2 separate regions of the Mus musculus genome follow, and region 2 is linked to region 1. Evidence: chromatin contacts called from public HiCAR-type data. All regions are on one chromosome and are shown on one strand. Each heading gives the region's core, a stretch centred on a gene start, on an enhancer-like site or on the middle of the called end of the contact. The rest is flanking DNA. Distances are from core to core; before and after follow the strand shown.

Region 1 (2,700 bases), core at 17-2,516:
AAAAAAGAAACTATGTTCCAGCAGGGCCATCTTTGCAAACACTAACTTAAATGACAGACATTGGTCCTCAAAGGCTACTCAAATGAGTGCATTTATGTGAATTTTTTTGTATTAGGACAGTAGCCCAGGCTATGTGAGCCTGAACTTCACAAGTACTAGAATCAAAGATCTGTGCCACCATGCCAAGCCATGGTTATTTTTACAGTTACAAAAAATGTTCTAAAATTCTCTGTGGTTGTAGGTATACATCTGAATACATTAAAAGCCACTGAACTGCCCTTTTGAATGAGAGGGTTGAATGGTGGAGCACCCTATCTCTATAAAGCTATGTCAAAAAGAGAAGGCTAGAGGCAAGCATGGTGGTGCACACCTGTTGTCCCCGCACTTCAGAGGCAGGGACAGAAGAGTCCAGCCTGAGGCTAGCCTGAGCTCCACAGTGACAGGGAGAGGAGAGCCCAGCCTGAGGCTAGCCTGAGCTCCACAGTGGCAGGAACAGGAGAGGCCTGCCTGAGGCTAGCCTGAGCTCCACAGTGGCAGGGACAGGAGAGGCCAGCCTGAGGCTAGCCTGAACTCCATAGGGAGAGGCTGTCTGGGAGGGAAGAAAAGTTTAAGGTTTAGATTTGACAGAACTCATACATCAGGGAGGTCAGATCTGTGAACAGTTCGTCAGGACATCAGCAAGCACGTGGAGGGACGCAGGGCAGGCGATCAGGGGGACTTGTGAGCCCAGGTGACACATGCCTGCCTTCCTGTCTGTTAGGATGGCCTGCTGTCCTCCCCCTGAAACCCTGTTCCTGGGCCTCCCTGGGGAAACACTGATGCCTGAGGAGAAATCGAAACAGAAGAGCAGGTGTCACCTCCTGGGCAAATTCCAAGAAAAGACAGAGAGAGGCTCCCGAGGTGATAGCTCACAAGCTTTGAAGGGAGGAAGGAAACAGAAGCCACAAGAGAAAGTGAAAGAGGAGGTGGGTGTGAGAGAGAGGCAGGGACCTGGGCATAGGCCATGCAGATCACACTCTACCAACACTGAATCCACAGGGCCTCCCTCATCCTTCCATTGCCTCCAGTCTCAGAAGTCCTACAATCTCTTCCTTTCTGCCTTGGCCCCTGAGTCCCTGATGCCCTGGGATTTATGGGTCCTGAATCTGAAGGCAGCCAATGCCACTGTGTTGTCATTGAAATTGTTTTGTTTTGTTGTCCTCCCACCCCATGACTGGGACTCTCTAGCCAGTGTTTCTGCACTGTAGACGGATGACTGCTTTGTTCTCTAAGGCAGGTGTGGCATCCTTACAGTTCTGTCTCTAGAGTCAGAATTCAATCCCTGGCCAGCGACGAAGGTTCTAGGACAGGGCTAAGCAGGGCATAATGGCACTTCTTGTGCTGTCTTGGTCTGTGACTTCACCTTGCTTCTGCTCTCTGTGGGGTCACAGCACAAACAAGGCCTGAAGGTGTCTTCTCTGTTCAGTGGGAGATAAGCTGAGGTTTGTAGAGGCAGCCAAGGTGTTGGGGCTCCTGGACTCCACCACTCTCCTTTAGCCCTGTTGGCTCTGAGCTGACATGGCAGGTGACAGAAGGCCTGGGATTCTGCAGGAGCAGGAGACCAGCTCCACATTTAGGTCATGCATCCTGGGTTAGCTGATAGAACCTTGCCTAGAATGTGCAAAACCCTGGGTTCACACACACACACACACACACTTGGACACACATACACTCACACTTACACACAGCCACACACACACACTTACACATACACACATACACATACACAGCCACATGCACACACACAGATTCACATCACTCAGCCACACACACATACACTTACACAGACACACACACACACTGAGCCACATAGACATACACTCACACAGGCACACATACACACACACACACACACACACACACAGAAACACATACACACACACAGAGCCACACACACTTGGACACACACACACATACACACTTACACACAGCCACACACACAGCCACATCACTCAGCCACACACAAATACACTTACATATACACACACAGCCACATGCACGCACACACAGCCACAGCCACACACACATACACTTACACAGACACACACACACAGACACACACACACACACACAGAGGCAATGTCCCATAGAGGCTGTTCAGTATGATAGAGAAAACTCACACAGATGTCCTCAAATGTGCAGAGGCTTCATAGCCAAAGGCTGAATGAAGTTGGTCTGTGTCAGCCCCGAGAGCAGAGGAATGGGAACGTGGACAAAGGACTGTGACAGAACGGGCTACCTGAGGTGGGCGTCTGAGGCTACATAAGGAAGAAGCCAATCCACCTCTGACTCAGTTTCTCCTTCTGAACATTTCTGTGACCACACCAGCAAGCAACTCGGAAGTTCATGACACAGCTGGGTGCTCTTGAATCCACTCAGTCCTGCCAAGCTCGCCGCTCACCGGTAGGGTCTGCTTCCAGCTCATGCCAGGAGTTTTTGCTCACATGCCGACTATAAAACAGGTTCCCACACTCCCTCCCTGCCTTCCGTTAGTTTGTTTGAGCCCCTCACAGAACTTGGGAAACCACCACAGTGGACAGGATTGTCACAGGGATTACAAAGGCTGCAGATGAGGAGGCACCCCCAAGAGAGGAAGAACTCCCATCTCTCTGACACTTCCCTGAAGGAACCTTTCTTGTCCAGAAACCTCTTGAGCCCAGA
Region 2 (2,700 bases), core at 66-2,565, 130 kb before region 1:
ACAGGATGTGGGTTAAGGAAGACAAGAATCTGGTAGTTAGCACGTTGAACATGTTCTAAATAGCGGTGACTCGGTTTGCAGATGGAAAAGAAGAAATAGTTAAATAATGAAGTTTTACTCTATTTTATTTTGTTAATTATAACTCCTGTGTATAACTTTGAACTTTTAAAAGACACAGCCCAGATTTTAAGTGCGTATGCTCTCTCATGCTTCAGTAGACACGAATGAAGAATGTGAAGAATGAAGGCTCAAGGTCTGGCTGAAGAGATGCGATGCACCTGAATGAAACCCCTGCTCCTATGCTTGCTCCATTCCCCCAAGTCTTCACTCGTCAGCTCCACGTTAAGCTGCAGTGAAGAGGCTTGCCATTGTGTCAGTAATGTAGTCACGGAGTCCCTCACTCCTTCCCACCTTGGGTGAACAGTTACTCACATTCATTCCATTTTGACCCAGGGGACAGAGGGATACAAAGATAAGACAGATCAGGGAAGGGCTTAGAGACATGGCAGGAGGTGAGTGTTGCTCATATGAGGGCTAATGATTGCTAGTTATCTACTGGTTCAGCTGTACCTGTTGCTAAATTATTGGTTGTCTGGGGTCTGGGTTGAGAAAGAGACATTGCAGGATGAATTTGGCTTCTCGGCAGCGCAGCGGGATGGATTAGCCTCGGAAGTACTGAACACCTAGGAACTTTTCATAAGTTCTTTATTGTTACACAAAAAAGGCACTTTTAGCAAGACAATTTCCGCATAGCAAAACCTCTTATCTGATGTAGGAGTTGTGTGAAGGCCGATTACCTAAGCAGTTCAGTCAGGAGATTTCCTGGTTCGCCAGGTATGTCTTGGGACTAAGTTATGCAAAAACTCTGAATCCTTCAGAAGGGCAGCTCCAGAGATCTCAGCTAACCTGATCAAGGCCGTCCACGCGTGACAAGACCCTCTTTCACTCCAGAGATCTCAGCTAACAGTCCTGATCAAGGCCATCCACGCGGTGACAAGACCCTGTTTCTTACAAAGAAGAAAGGAGTGGGGGAAGAGGAAGAGGAGGAAGAGGAATAAAAAAGCAGGTCACTGGTGACGCAAGCCTTTAAACTCAGCACTCAGGAAGTAGAGGCAGGTCTCTGTGAGTTTCAGGCCAGTGGGACCTACTGAGTGAGTTCCAGGACTACCAGGACTGTTATATAGAAACCCTGTCTCAAGAAAACCCAAAGAAACAAAGAGTAGTTCAAGTAAAACCAGGTTTCAAGTAGCAAGTGCCCTTGGAAGATGTCCTGTTGAAGAACATGGTCTTACTAGTTATGAAATTCTGGGTACTTCCCCTATTGCCCCTCTCATCTCTCACAATTCCTGCTCGTGAACCACACTACATTCTTTCAGAAACTGAACTCTGATCATGTTATCCTTTATGCCTAAAAATTTCCCAGGAATTTAAAAAAGTGTTCAAAGCTGTTTGCACGATCGAGCAGGCCTGAATGTCCCTATTGATTTTCTAAGACACCCTCCCTCACTCCCATGCTCAGGCTACACGAAGACTCTCTAGGATGCCAGTATCTTCCACATACTGTTCCTCTTGCTCAAAAAGGTCTGTCCAGACCCTATGCATGGCCTGCCTAGCTCCATCTTGTCCTGCCGCTAAAATTGTCCCTCATTTGAGGGTTCCCCTAACACTTTGTGTTGTTTCTTCACAGCAGACCCTGAGTATAACAGTGTGGCCATGTGATTTTCTTACTGTTAGTTCCCCTTTCTAGTCGGCATGCATCTTGAGATCAGCGGCTAGCCATATTCTTTCTTCTTTTAATGTGACAATAAACTATTAATAGTTTTACTGTGTGGTCATAAAAATCAGTTATAAAGAAGAAAAAAAAAATCAGTTATATGCTAAAATAGCCACAAGGTGGCACTAAAGTTTTAGTCAACTGCTACAGAATTATGGTCCTCACGTTTTATATTTAAGAATTTATCATAGTGTTGATTCTATTTATGTCTGTATATTCAATATTCTTTAAAGCTGAGAGAATGTCTTTGTAGTTTTGTGATGTATAGAGAAAGGCACGAGTTTGTGAGACACATCAGAGTTTCTAAGTTGTTTACCTTGCTTGGTAAATTTTAAAAGGAGTACTTATTAGGGATTCTTGTGGTACATTTAATTTTGAACAATAATGGATTGTTTTGCATATCTTTTGGTTCCCGAATTAGAAAATAAGAAACTTTTTTTTGATAATCCTTCTTTTGTCCCAGTAAAGCCAGTGTTTGTAATAGAAATTGTTTGAATGGGTGAATTAGTTCCTTTTTCTGACCTTCTGAATATTTTCTCTCTGAAGTAATATTTGAATTAGTCTTCATCAGAATTGTCAATACTATAGTACAAACATATAATAACAGAGTTTTCTTTTCTCTTGAAGCTACACATGGCAGTATTAACAGTAAGTACAAACTTAAAGGCCAAGTCTCTGTCTCTGCATGAACTTTTGGCAAGTACAGCATTAAACAGGCATCTTTCCCGCTTCCCCTCGTGAGATTTATGACATTTTAGCATTTCAAAATTGGATATATCAGAACTTAAGATATTATAAATGTTCAGTATATTTCTTTGACATATATATTATTATATGAGAGAACATATCATATGAGAGAATATATCATATTAATGCTTAGGATTTAAATATATTTTTAGATATGTAACAGATCCAAAGTCTTTTGT

The links. HiCAR-type assays count read pairs that join an accessible place to other places.
Region 2: a HiCAR-type map of Th17 cells shows a contact between it and region 1, with 6 times the contacts expected there. The contact joins two enhancer-like sites. A contact is called at or near these places in 2 of 15 datasets of contacts at CTCF or cohesin (CD8 T cells and the NIH/3T3 cell line), 5 of 484 Hi-C or Micro-C datasets (8-cell embryo, Th1 cells, bone marrow-derived macrophages and 2 more), 17 of 115 datasets of contacts at active chromatin or transcription factors (the 230-238 cell line, CD8 T cells, the HPC-7 cell line and 11 more) and 3 of 9 other capture datasets (adipose tissue, liver and pancreatic islet).

The regions. Positions count from the first base shown.
Region 1 is chr11:4,287,682-4,290,381 of GRCm38.p6, reverse strand. All of the region lies in intron 2 of Gm11958 (predicted gene 11958), which reads right to left. Among named protein-coding and RNA genes, the nearest start is that of Gm11958, 3.6 kb to the right of the region's middle. Within about 2 kb of position 1,266, at least 74 of the 459 cell types and tissues checked have an H3K27ac peak or open chromatin away from gene starts, as enhancers often do. A contact at or near this core is called in CD8 T cells, the HPC-7 cell line, the SCID.adh cell line and 3 more, where this site is marked.
Region 2 is chr11:4,421,311-4,424,010 of GRCm38.p6, reverse strand. Hormad2 (HORMA domain containing 2) reads left to right here. Exons shown (of 11, transcript NM_029458.1): 6 at 2,402-2,422. Among named protein-coding and RNA genes, the nearest start is that of Hormad2, 18 kb to the left of the region's middle. Within about 2 kb of position 1,315, at least 62 of the 459 cell types and tissues checked have an H3K27ac peak or open chromatin away from gene starts, as enhancers often do. A contact at or near this core is called in CD8 T cells, the HPC-7 cell line, the SCID.adh cell line and 3 more, where this site is marked.